Regions from separate parts of the Hordeum vulgare genome. Here region 2 is linked to region 1. A link is a contact called in public Hi-C data. All regions are on one chromosome and are shown on one strand. The core of a region is the stretch at or near the end of the contact, and the rest is flanking DNA. Distances in the headings are between cores, read along the strand shown. Region 1 has its middle 7.5 kb from the start of LOC123444933. Region 2 has its middle 28 kb from the start of LOC123444973.

What was found. A called contact is a pair of places that touch in the nucleus more often than the background predicts.
Region 2: a contact with region 1 is called in a Hi-C map of leaf, with 3 times the contacts expected there. The contact joins two enhancer-like sites. A contact is called at or near these places in 2 of 6 Hi-C or Micro-C datasets (leaf and seedling).

What each region holds. Positions count from the first base shown.
Region 1 is chr1H:457,061,212-457,067,988 of MorexV3_pseudomolecules_assembly, forward strand. No RefSeq gene overlaps it. Among protein-coding and RNA genes, the nearest start is that of LOC123444933, 7.5 kb to the right of the region's middle. Within about 2 kb of position 4,115, at least 3 of the 3 cell types and tissues checked have open chromatin away from gene starts, as enhancers often do. A contact at or near this core is called in leaf, where this site is marked.
Region 2 is chr1H:457,342,405-457,349,181 of MorexV3_pseudomolecules_assembly, forward strand. No RefSeq gene overlaps it. Among protein-coding and RNA genes, the nearest start is that of LOC123444973, 28 kb to the left of the region's middle. Within about 2 kb of position 3,112, at least 2 of the 3 cell types and tissues checked have open chromatin away from gene starts, as enhancers often do. A contact at or near this core is called in leaf, where this site is marked.

The sequences.
Region 1 (6,777 bases), core at 2,865-5,364:
CCTGTGTAAGGTGGAGCATTGGGAGAGGCTAAGATACCGGTCTTAGGCATAACCCCGGGTTAAATAAAGTTGTAAAGGAGCCCAACCTTTGCCTCCGTCAGGGTGACCCTAAGGAAAATCTACATGTCACATAATTTTTTCTAACGCCTCTCCACGCTCCTTCGTCTCTCGTTGTGGTCTTTGTCACACTTTCAGGGTTCTTCACTCTCACGGCGGTTGTGGTTGCCCGCTTCATTTTTTCTCTTGCGGCTTTGAGAGAAATGACATTGAACTGAAAATCCAAATTACAGTAAATATGCAATCTAAATTGTGTGATATGATCCTAGCATGGATGAGCACATCAATGATTTTAGCCGAACTACCGGCACAAAGGAGTTCATATAGTGGAATGCTCCAAGATGCACGGAACATAACTTCTATTCAAACAACATCCAAGATGTTGATGTTGAACGGCTTACAAAACACAATAATATGCCGCACATTGGCAACATTGGGACGTCCCACACCATGGTACTATGGAACTTCAAGTGACAAAATCAACTTCAGAACCAGTAAGTGAAGGGTGGAACACATCTTTTCACCCTGGAGATGACCTTCGAAGCTTCAAGGTAACACCTTCACGAGGGAGATGCCACATAAGTGTCATCGTTGTCAGATGTAGCTAGTAAAAGCTAGATTGCGGGTTTTGCCCCGATACACGAAAAATCAACATCGCTTGAGCCAACCAATGAAGGCCATGGCCAATGGATCGAACAAAAGTTATGATACGCATTAGTAAGGAACCTTGCACAAGTGTGTTGTCATGACATCTGCACAGACACAATGCCCCAGAAATCACCTATTGGGAATGATGCCTCCACATATATGCTATTATCACCATCAGACAGTCACATGACAGTAGAACAACACGAGCCTAGCCGTCACCGTCCACTTCAGGTTCGTGACGCTATTCACATGTAGAGGAAGGGTCGAACTTGATCCACCATGACGACCAATCAACACAAGGGGAGACCTACAAGAGTCTCGTTGGACTGTAGCATCATTTGGCGGTGTAGGAGGAGATTGGAGGGGAGAATATTTTTATTTTCATAAGGGAGGCAAAACCCGTCCTCTGCATTAATTGATGTCACAACCATCATTTACCTAGTGCATCAAGTCAAAAATATCCAAAGTCATGGGAGAAACACTGACTCTCACGCACGTCTCCCTCCCTCCCTCCAACCCTAGCCGCCTCCCCCTCCCCCTCCCTTCCTCGCCGCCGCCTGAGGCAGCCGTCGGGCAAGCCCGGGGCGCCAAGGATGGTGGCGGCGGGGCCTAGGCTGCCCTGCCTCTGCATGCGGAGTCCCGGATCTGAAGCGGCGGCTCCATTGGCGAGGCACATCAGGGTAGCAGTCGTGCGGGAGGTGAATCCAGCATCTCGGCCGCGCGGGCGGCGGGATCCAGTGGTCGTTGGCGTCCGGCAGCGGCTTTTGCGGTGGCCGGTGCGTGCGATCTGGCGCCTCCCCTCCTCCCATGTTCGGCGTGCGGGCCAGCCTGGTCGGGCCGCGCTTCCTTGGATTGCCGGTTTTGTACAGGAGGTGCTGGTGGTGGTGGGGATCTAGTTCGGGCGAAATCCCTGGTTGGCCATGGTCGGCCGCGTCGACGGCGACGCCTGAGGGCGCCGTTCCCCTCCTTAGAGGCGTCGGTATGGACTGATCCCCTCACTTCCCCTTCCCCTAGGTCTCCCGGGCGAAAGCCTTAACTTTGTTGGGCGGCGGCGGCGCTCACGGCGCCGTTCCCTTCTTGAAGGCGCCGCTTTGGAAACCTTGGGGCTGGGTGGCGCTTGTGGGTGGTGGGCGACGGCGGTGGTGCGGCCCTATCCTAGCATGGATCTCCGTCCGTTGCTTGGAGATGGACTCGCGTAGGTGGAGGTCGTCGTTTGGCGTCATGATGGCGTCGATGGCGGAGGCACCTGCCAAGGCTGGTACCTCAATCTGATCTGAAGATGGACTAGTGGAAGATGGCGGCGACGACACATGTGAGTGAGTCAGACCGGTTTGTGTCCCGGACCCGGTATGTGGCTCGGTCACGGTCTTCGGCTTTAAATGTTAGGCTTAGGTGAGAGGTTCGGGTGTTTGGTCCAGGTTGCACCCCTTCATCATATGGATAGGAGTAGCGGCAGATGTTGCCAAGATGGCGGATTCAGGCATATTATTGTACGGTTTGTAAGGTTCTCGAGAATAATCAATAAAATGGCCGCATGCATCTCCCAGATGCAGAGGCCGGGGGTCATCCTCCTTTTCTAAAAAAACCTAGTGCATCATGAAGTCTTACAAACAGGATAAAAATGGCAGAACAGGCATAAAACAAGTAAGAGCATCTCCAACAGCCGCGCTACGCGCCGCGCCCAAAAAAGGCGTTTGCCGCGCGCTTCGGCTGGTTTAGCGCGGGGATAGGCGCTGGCTCCAACAGCCGCGCTATAATGCAGCGCGCGCGCCGCTCCAGCAGTGCCCAAAAATGCAGCGCGCGCACAACATTTTTTAAAGTAGATTGCATTAATAAATAAAAATGATATAAAGTTATTTTACATAGATTGCAACTAGATAGGTAGTTCGAAAACATAGATAGATAGTTCGATGCTAGATAGTTCAAAAACAAAAAAACTAATCCTAGTCGCTCCAGTCATCTGCACCGTCATCATCGTCGTTGGTGTCGTCAGAGGTTGACAGCCAGATGTCAAACCAACGCTCATCTTCTTCAGTGAAGAAGGACCTCCCGCCTGCATTGACGAGGTCGGCCTGCCCACACGCCAATGCCTTCCGACGACGCTTGTCCAACCGCTCCTCGCGGCGCCGGCGCATGTCCTCCTCGCGGCGCCGTTCCCAATATTCCTGCTCGTAGGCGACGTCCTCCGGGTGGCGCCGGCGCCACTCCGCCATGACCCGCTCGTCCTCCTGGGCGACGAGGAGGCGGCGCTGCAGCGCAGTGTGCTCCGCACGGTCTTGTGCGGAGTTTAGACGAGGCGGCGGGGCGAGGTCTAACGCCTGCTGGAGCGTGTGGACGTCCGGGAAGTTCATTTGGAGGCGCGGCCTGCCTAGGCGCCAAGCCGCCGCGTCGAACGCGCGGGCGGCCTCGTGCGCCGTGTCGTAGGTTCCGAGGCTAAGCTGGAGATCGCCGGAGCGTATCTCGGCGTAGAACCCGCCGTTGGGGCGCTGGCGGACGCCGCGGTAGCCCGATGCAGAACGGCGGCGCGGCGGCATGGTGGCGCGGCGGCGGCGGCGCGAGAGGCAGAGGAAGAGAGAGCGCGTTGGGGCGGCGGCGCGAGAGGCAGAGGGAGAGAGAGCGCGCGGAGCGGTGGCGCGAGGAAGCGGCAGCGCGCTGCCTTTTATGGGCGCGCGGGACGCGGCGCCGCAAAAATGGCGCGCGAGCTGCCGCCTTTTCGCGCGCGCGCGCAAGCTGTTCCAGCGCGCGTGATTTTCCCACCACCGCTGGAGCGCGTCAATCTGTCCCGCACGCGGTAAAATACATGTTTAGCGCGCGCGCACCTTTTTACGCCGCTGTTGGAGATGCTCTAAGACTGCATGACACATTCATTCCTCCATGGTAAAGAACACACACATGCATTCCAGGCAAAATCAATTGCTCCATCCATGTCGGAAGGGACGGCTAGAGACTCTATCTTCCTCTTTGTTAAAAATTATGAAATTCTTCTTCCTAGTTTTAAAAGAAGAACATTCCACCAGCTTAGTCATTTTTCCTGGCTAGCATTTTTCAGAGGACGGTTCTCTTTGGCTTCGATCCGCGATTTTACCTACTCCCCTCCCTACACGGCGCGGCGATTTGTCATCGCGCACCGGCCGGCCGATGGACCGATCCTAGTACCGGAAACGGCAAGCTTTACCCCGGCGTGGATCGACTGCTAGATTTGTTGGCACCTCTCCATGTCATAGCACCATGCATGTCTGCCAGGTGAATCACGGGAAAACGGTGCGTTGTTACGTGCAATCCACCCTGTCTTGGCGTTTTTGCCATGTCCAAGCAACAAAGCCGTGTCACGGGCAGGTCGCTGCGGCGCTCACTTTGAGCTCGAGATAAGCTTAAGATAACAACAAGAAGAAAAAAGAGAGCACCCCCACACCACATCATATGGAGCCCGACCAGCCGACTTGGGCAGTAGTGCTCGATCATGCACATCACTAGCCTTGTACATATCGTCACCTTTTTTCCCTATCCGATCACCTCCTTGCTAATACTAAATTATTAAAGCACAACGGAGACAGGTAGTGCACACTACACGGCGATTTCTAGCGTGCTAGCTGAAAAAGGGATGTACCAAAAGCCAAAAGACCGTGTGCCTCACTCTCATCGCATCAGCCGCTCGAGCCACCATCGTCATATCATATGCATGATATATCTTCATCGTCGTCGTCGTCGTCTCGGAAATATCCTGGGTAGGGCAAAGGGCAGCAGGAAAGAGACGGAGACGTACGTACGCTGGGTAGCTAGCCACGCAGGCAGCTGTTGCCTGTGCGTTCCGGCGTCAGCAGCATTGGCGGTAGCTTTTGCTTTGGGCGATCGAGCAGTGATCGATCGAGGTGCGGTGCGGCCGGCGCATGCAATGCAAGTGCTGAACAACCAACTGCTCGTCGAGGTACATTGTTGTCGGCGTTTAGCCCAGGGCCGGGCAGTCGGCCGCCGTGCGCTGGGAAAGGCGCATGCCGGGCTGCCCTCTGCCCAGGTTGCATTAGGCGGAGTGCGACCTGGCTGTGGGGGCGAAAGCAGCTCCAATTTCCGCGGTCCAGCACAGCAAAAGCGGCCACGTCTTAGCCAGCATCGCACTAGCTACCATGTGTCATATCAGCCTAGAGTTCCTTTACGCAGAGTTTCCATCATGGCCGCATGCAAGCAACGAATCTACTTGCTCCGTTCGTACGTGCAAGTCGGCCAAAGCATCCTCGGCCCCTCTGGCTTCACTTCTCCTCCACTAGCTTCATCCTTCATGGCCAACCCGAGCCCACATTGACACTCGGGCTAGTCGGGCATAGGACATGCATGCATGCGTACCCGCCGTAGAACGAGGTTGTCTTTGCGATGCGATGCGATTTGGACGGGTCGTTGCGTTTGGTTGGTCGATGCGTGAGTCGGTGGTCTGTTGGTGCAGAGGATGAGGAGATCAGATGCGGTCGGTAAGGACTAAAGAGCGCGGGTGGGGTGGACCGGCTACTTGCGGCCGGTGCAGTGAGTGCATGTCCGATGCGAAAGCGGCAGCATTTCGTGTGCCCACTGTGCTCTGCGCATGATGGAATGCGTCGATGTGGGTTGATCATCAGAGCAACTTGATCTGACGAACTATGCCTGCCTGCGCCTCGAGGATGGTTGCATGAGTGGCGATGGTGGACCAACGGCACGGTTTACCTAGCTAGACCCTGGAGGCATGATTGTTCACGCCAAAAGGCCGAAAGTGGTGAATATGTGCCTGTGGAACTGAATCTTCCTGCTGTCATTTGATACTGCCACTGCCACTACCACATTGTGTTATAGAGCACCTTTCCAAGTCGACCGACATGACAGCTGAACTTAAGCGGAGTTAACTTTATTTTTTACAAGTGGTAACGGCATCCAATCACCGAAGTGTCTAGAGTGTTTTGACTTTTGGAGCGGGAATTTATCCCCATGAATAAAATCAGTAAATCTTATTCTACCTGTCAAAAAACTTATTTTATAGTACTAATTTCTTTGGTGTATTTTATTTTTGGTTTCTTTTGGTGCAAATCTAGCTATCAAATTGGAATCAAGACGAGGACATGAGTACTGACTAGCAAGTAGCAAATGGTTTACCGACTAATATGTTCAGTTATTCTGTATTTCCTTGAAGGGAGTGCTGAATGTTATCTTGCGTCGAGGTAAGCAACACGATCGTTCCCACTGCGGTCCTCAATCTGCCTAGGAACGATTCGACAAGAAGAGCCTCGAGCATGACCATTTGCGAACTTGCACAAAATTACATCCAATAGACTTCAAATGTATACTCACTTGAAGGTATCGAAAAGTGCTATAAATCACATTGATGACCAATGAAATAGGGATAACTGCCAGCAAACACAATGTACCTTTTTTTTAAATGCATCCATTTGATTTCAATCACACGTCTGTAGGGACTTTCACTGGAAGCTCCTTCCAGCGAACGTTTGTCCATTAGTACCTTCATCGGCTGTGGCATTTTTATTTACTTTTGAATTATTTTATAGCTTTTTATGAGCTTATTCTGAACCGCACACTTTTTTGTTGCTTTCATTAGTAAAGGAATCACATGCATCTTATTGATGCAGAGGCCAGAGGTATTCCTCATTTTTTAGAAAATTAATATTACCATATTTTAATCATATTGAGTCGTTTTTACGTTTTTTTATCAATGTCTCGCTCAGCAAAACTGTAGAGATTTTTAGTAGAGTGTGGAAAAAATGAATGAAATGCATTAAAATCACTACAAAATGCAGTAGACTTTCAACAAAAAAACTGCAGTAGACTTCAGCAAGAAATGCAGTCGCCTCAATTCAGCAAAGAAGGGTATCCACCCAAAAAATGAGTAGTCTCCATTTAAAAATCTGTAGAGCTGTCCCAAAATATAGTGGCCTAAAGGTATAGTAGACTCTAGTGTAAGAACGATATAAAGTGAAATGAAATAAAAATACCAAACCATATATCTCATAAAAAATCGATGGTGAAAAAGATTTCAATTTGAAAGCTTTGTTCAATAGAAATATATCTGGCCATGAACAGTCCGGCCCGGTAGGCCCG
Region 2 (6,777 bases), core at 1,862-4,361, 280 kb after region 1:
TGGCCATTTTTTAATTAATCTTAACAAGTTAGGGTTAGCAACATAAAGGTTCTCTAAAATGACAACAAGGTGATGAACCTATATGATGCTACCAACTATAAACACTACGGCAAGTAAGAGATAGTCTACAACAAAAACATACACAATGTAAAGACTAGAGATAACCGCAAGTGGAACCAATGAAGACGAGGATGTGTTACGAAGTTCCTTCCCTTTGACAGGAAGTACGTCTCCGTTCGAGCGGTGTGGAGGCACAATGCTCCCCAATAAGCCATTAGGGCCACCGTATTCTCCTCACGCCCTCACACAATGCAAGGTGTCGTGATTCCACTATAGGTGCTCTTGAAGGTGGTGACCGAACCTTTACAAACAAGGTTGGGGCAATCTCCACACAAAGCTTGGAGGCTCCCAACAAGACCACGGGGCTTCACCACAATGGAATGTGGCTCCGAGGTGACCTCAACCGTCTAGGATGCTCAAACACCCAAGAGTAACAAGATCCGCAAGGGATTAGTGGGGGGAATCAATTTTCTCTTGGTGGAAGTGTAGATCTAGGCCTTCTCAACCAATCCCTAGGAAATCAACAAGTTTGATTGGCTAGAGAGAGAGATCGGACACTTTTGAGCTTAGGGAGCAACAATGGAGCTTGGGAGGGTCAAAGGTAGGGTTCTTGAGCAAGAAGAACCCTTTATATAGCGGGGGGGGGGGATCCAACCGTTTTCCCACTCACATCACAAACCCAGCGATACTACCGCTGGCACTCCAGCGGTACTACCGCTGAGCCCATGGTAGCGCGAAGATACTACCGGACCAACCACCGCCAAGAAAGTCTTCGCAAAAAGTTCGATGAAGTACAACCGCAAGGATGGCGGTACTAAAGTCCTCGAGCGGTACTACCGTTGACCAGGGGCGGTACTACCGCTAGCTCTAGCGGTACTACCGCTAGTCCCAGCGGTACAACCGCTAGGTGACTTTTTTTGCAAGCGGAGATAAACCAGAGATGGGAAAAGCTCCAAAGTTGCAGGGAAAGGGATGCAGATAAAGTGTGTGCGTGCAAGCTTGATTCCACCCAAACCTTTCCAATACGGACCCCCTCTTAATAGCACGGCGTTCCTACGACTCAAAAACCACCAAAAAGAATCATAGAGGACACCGTGCTTCTATTCCACGGAGGGTGCCGAATCGTCTTGTGCCTTTGTCATGTATTATCTGAAAGCTCAATGCACAAGATTAGTCCATTAAGGTACTGTCATCAATCACCAAAATTACTTAGGCATAAATATGCCCTAACAAACTGGCTACTCCCTCCATCACAGTTTATAAGGCATGTACGTATACCTAGGTCGTCAATTTAACCAACTTAATGAGAGACATATATTACAAAAAATATATCGTTAAAAACTTTAGATGTTCTATTTTCTAATGATATAATTTTTATCTTAAACAATATATTTTATATAAGTTAAATTGTCGACCTAGATGTACGTGCACGCCTTATAAACTGTGACGGAGGGAGTAGTCAATTAGAGGCTTACTAGGGACATTGTTTTGTCTATATATCCACACATGCATCTATGTTTTCATTCAATACAATTATAGCATGGATAATAAACGATTATCTTGAAACAGGAAATATAATAATAACTATTTTATCATTGCCTCTAGGGCATATTTCTAACAGGAGGTATGACCATGTTTACAAATGCTTGTCTTAATGGATTAGTTATTTGCATCTAACATATTTTGTTGTGTTGTCGTAGAAGTTTAGGACAAGGTTCCACAAGTGGGCACCTATGCTTTCTTCCCACAGTGCTCAGTCCATGGACGTGTTTACAACTGGTACTAGCCGCTCCTCCAGAGCTAGACGTCGTCATCTCACCATCAATGATACAGAAGAAGAGGAACAAAATACAAGAGGAGTAGACATAGAAGCATGAGGTAGATATTGATGCTCCATAGCCGTCAGAGCCGTCATAATCGATGCAGAAGAAGAAAGGCAAAGATAAGACACCACGTGTGTCGTGAAAGGACATTTAATTCTCGGTTTCATAGTTTGGAGTGTCCTCATAAGCTTTTTGCCTAAGGGGGTGATTAGAGAAGACAAGCAGGAGTCTAGCGAAGAAGAGGAAAAGGAAGAGAGAGAAGAGAAGGAGGAGTCTAGCTAAGAAGAGGAAAAGAAAGTGCCTACAAGAAAGGGGAAAGCCACGAAGAGAGGAAGAAGGAAGTGAGCAAGAAAGATCCTTCGCAGTTCTCGAGTGCCACTTCATATGTTGACAAGAATTTGTTGTATGCTCGTTAAATTTGTATGAATTTCTCGTGTATTGAACTTCTTATGTTATCTTAACTTTGCGAACTTGTCGTGAAATGAAGTGAAGTGCACTTTTTATGTTATCTTTAATTTATGAACCTGTCGTGAAGTGAAGTGAAGTGCATCTTTTATCCATGATTGGGAAAAGTGAGTGTGGTGGGACCCACACAAACACTCTATTACATATATCAGCCCTGGTGGAGGACCCAGACACCAAGGTCCCTGGTGTCTCGGGGTGTATCACGAATACCAGCACCATTGCACTAAATTGCAGGGCCTAGACGCCAACATCTCCGTCGTGTGGTGACGTGCCCTTTTAGGCCAAATGCCACTGCCCCTGGTGTGTGGGGGTGCATCGGGAGTACCAGCACCATTGCACTAAATCGCACGGCCCAGACGCCAAAATCTACGACGTTTGGGTCTGGAGACCACACACCAGGGTCCTTGGCGTCTAGCCTTTTGCCACATCAGCAAGTCAACGAAGTTGTCGGTCGAGCGGACCCATACCAGACGCGAGGGTCCGTGACATCTGTCGTGCAACCCAGACGCTAGGGAGGTTGGCGTCACGTAAAGAGGTTAGATTGTATTTTTTTAGATGAGGTCGAATCTAATTTTATTAGTTAGAGAGGTCAGAATAAAAAAATTGTCATAAAATACTACTGGTAGCTGGAATATACTCCAAATCCATGTTCCCCAATCAGAATCAGAACTAGCGCCGATCGTGATGGCGCCGTTTGGAACCTTGGGTCATGGGAAGTTGCCAAACTGCCAGGCAATGTGCAGTGCATCTGAACACTGGTAGCCGGGTCAGCAGTGATGGAGTATATTCTTCCGTTCAGCAGTCCAGATCCCGAGGCTCCATAGTGGACCATATAGTAGAACGGAAACAAAAACCGAAGCTCCACGAAGTGGAGGCCATCTCGGTTTGCAACACAAGTTGCACATCGTCAACAGTTTTCTACAGCTACCACTTGAACTATACAACACCAGCTCTGCTGTAAAGGCTGTTACTTCAAACTAATGGAGCACATCAGTGCACGTTATAGAAAATATAATGAGAACACAGTAGCCAGTTTCATTCTTTCTTCATTGTATGTTGCATCATGTAGTGGCAATCTACATGGCCGGGTGCACCAGGAGCCCAGAACGCTGGCCGGGCATTCTAGGTGCTGGGGGGACATGTCCACCGTCGCTCAATCGTAGACATACTTTTGTTTCGATAAAACCCCTAAAACATAGAAAAGAAAAACATATATCCATCTCATTCTGTATATTTTTACACACTATAGAGCATTGTACATATACGCACCTCATATTACATACATACAACAACATGTAGCATACAATACGAGATGGATATACAATCTTCTTCTACGTTTTATGAAAGGGGTCTACCGAAGCACACCTGGATAAACTTCTACTGGTAGCTGTAATCTACATTGACAGGTGCACCAAAACACTTGCCGGGCGAAGCTACCTCTTTCTTTTTCATTTTCCTTTTTTTGTGGGAATGGGTGAAGCTACCTCGAATCAATAAAATGATGTAAACAGATGGAGTTTTGTCCCTCGGGTGTTGCACATGTAACCAGATGAACAATAAAATAAAAAAACAGCATAACAATTATTAAAATTTTGATTATTTTTGTAGGATGAACATGGTTGAATGTTCTACCTGCTTGTAAAGTTTCATGAGAAAATGACATATGTGGCGCTATAAAAATGCAAGATCCATTCTCTGAAAAATTTCATTTTAAAGAATTATCAAGGTCTAGTTTTTTCTGTCTAGATCACAAGGTATGCCATTTTTTCTAGATAAATTCGCACAGGGCTTTGCTACACCTACGTAATGATTTGCGAAGGAAAGACTTACATAATGAGTTAGCTGTTTTTCATTGGTATTAATAGGGGGTACATTGCGGGATAAAACACAAGATCCAACGGGCTCCAACACATGCTACCTTCAAACAAATGACCTCACTAAGCCACCCCGCTTCCCCACTCTCCAACATAGGCATGCTTCCATGGATTTGTCAATCAGTTCATCAGCCACACATACAATAGAATCCTGCAGGGATTTGCGGTTGAGCTCACGAGGACGAAGCCCCATTGATGTCAAGCATACATGGCATGTTTGCAATGCACAAAAGTGAAATACCCTTTGGACTTTGGTTCTTGGGTGTATATACATCTTATATGGAGAGATCTTTTTAAAGTCAAATAGCTTAGACCTTTTTTTGCAATAATCTTGGCTTTCTTTTTCACCAGTATATATTCTTTTACGAATAAGAACCAATGTTAACTTCAGGAAAAAAACAAAATTTCTTTGCAATTATAGGTCACTATTCACACTATTTTGATCATTTTTTTGTCTTTTTAAAAAACAAGTCAACGAGGTTTCTGTTGTGTTGATTTTTTTAGTAGTGCAATGGAAGGTCAAGTTTATTTTTAAAAAAAATCATGTTTTCACTTTATATATATTTACCTATTTTATTTTCATATAAGGTGTATGTACCCTCATAGGCCAAAAGCCAACCCCCCCCCCCCCCCCGCGCCCCCGCGCGCACAGAAGCAGAGTACTTACACGCACCACTAGGTCATCTTGGGGAGCTAGGATTGAAGAGGCCGAAAATGCATCGTGTACAATTACCCCTAAAGATTAACTCATAGCTACCCCCAAATTACCCATGTGAAAATATACAAAATATGACCCAATTATACATTTTTTTTCCAAATCAGTGCTTAACGATCTGATAAAACGATAATATATGAAAATAAAAAGTTTAGTACAAATAATAAACGAGAATACAAAAGTGTACAAACTACTATTGCAAGCACCTATGAAGAGAATCTCTTCATCTTCTATTTTCACTACATAAATGAAATTGATATAATGACTCAATTTAAGTCACTAAATACATAAACATAGTTTTTAGTCTTTTTTTCAATCAATACATACAATCGGTTGATTGTTATATTTCAGTTCATTTTCATATGCGTCAATTTAAAAATCAATACATGCAAAAATAATAATAATACAACACTATGTCTCGGTCTTGGAGTAGGGTATTTTGGAGACCGAGCTTCATGGAGTCCTTTATTTTAAAAAATAATTCAAATTCATAAAATTCAATTTCAAAAAAATATGAAAATAAATACACATGTAAGCAAGGATGTAAATTATATATGTGCAAAATTTCAGAATGGAATACCTAGAATTGTGAGCTGTGCAAAAAGAACAAAATCTTGGTCTTTAAAGATGAACAGTACATAAGCTAAAAAGCACCAGATTTGTCTTTTTTGTGTAGCTGACATTTTAATGTATTTCGACCTGAAAATTTACACAAATGTATGTTATGTACTCCCTCCGTTTTTAAATATAAGTCTTTTAGAAATTTCACTAGAAGACTACATACGAAGCAAAGTGAATGAATCTATATTCTAAAATATGTTTATATACATCCAAATACAGTCTGCTAGTGAAATCTCTAAAAAGACTTATATTTAAAAATGGATGGAGTATCTAGGTATATGTGTATTTATTTTTAGAATTTCTTGGAACTGAACATTTCGAATTTTAATGTTTTTAAATAAAAGCTTTCGTGAAGATCGGCGTCCGTTTGGCATTTTCGTTGGTCTGGGCCCAAGAAAATGCCCATTGGTGCGGTGTTTGTGTGAGTTGGGGTGTAGTGTTTGGGGACCACCTATACAGCGCTGCAGGCGCCCGTTTGCGCCCCTGGCGCCTGCAGCGCCCCATGCTGGGCTGGCCATCAAACAGCTCTGGCGCCCCTGCAGATCCTGAAAATGTTCATTATTTTTTCAGAAACAAAGAGCATTAATTCTGCAAAAAAACGTTCTTTAAATGAGAAAAATATTGACAGAATTTTAAAAAGTAATAATCAAAATTGAAAAATGTTTATCACATTTGAGAAAGGTTCATTAATTTTTATGAAAAGTTCAATGATTTTGAAAAACGTTCGTCAAATTTGGAAAAAAGTAGATCGTTTTTCAGAAAAGTTCATTGAATTTGAAAAAACTTCATTAAAACTTTAAAATAGTTCATCCAATTTGAATTTTTTGTCACATTTTATAAAAAGTTCATTGAATTAAAAAAGAGTTTCGCGATTTGGGAAAAAATGTTCATCCAATTTTAAAAAGTTCATCGAATTTGAAAAAAGTTCATCAAATTTTAAAAAGTTTATCGAATCAAAAAAGAGTTCATCGATTTTTTAAAAAGTTCATCAAATTTGAAAGAAGTTCATAAAACTGAAAAAAATTGTTTTAAGAAGTTGAAAAAATAATGTGCATTTGAGAAAACAAAGAAAAATACAAGAAAAAAAAACGCCCAAAACTATAGCAAACCGAAAATACAAGGAAAAAGAAAATAAAACGGAGGAAATGATAAGATCAATCACATGGATTGCGATGGCGTACTAGTTAGTGCGGTAATGGTCGTTATGAATCGTGAGGTT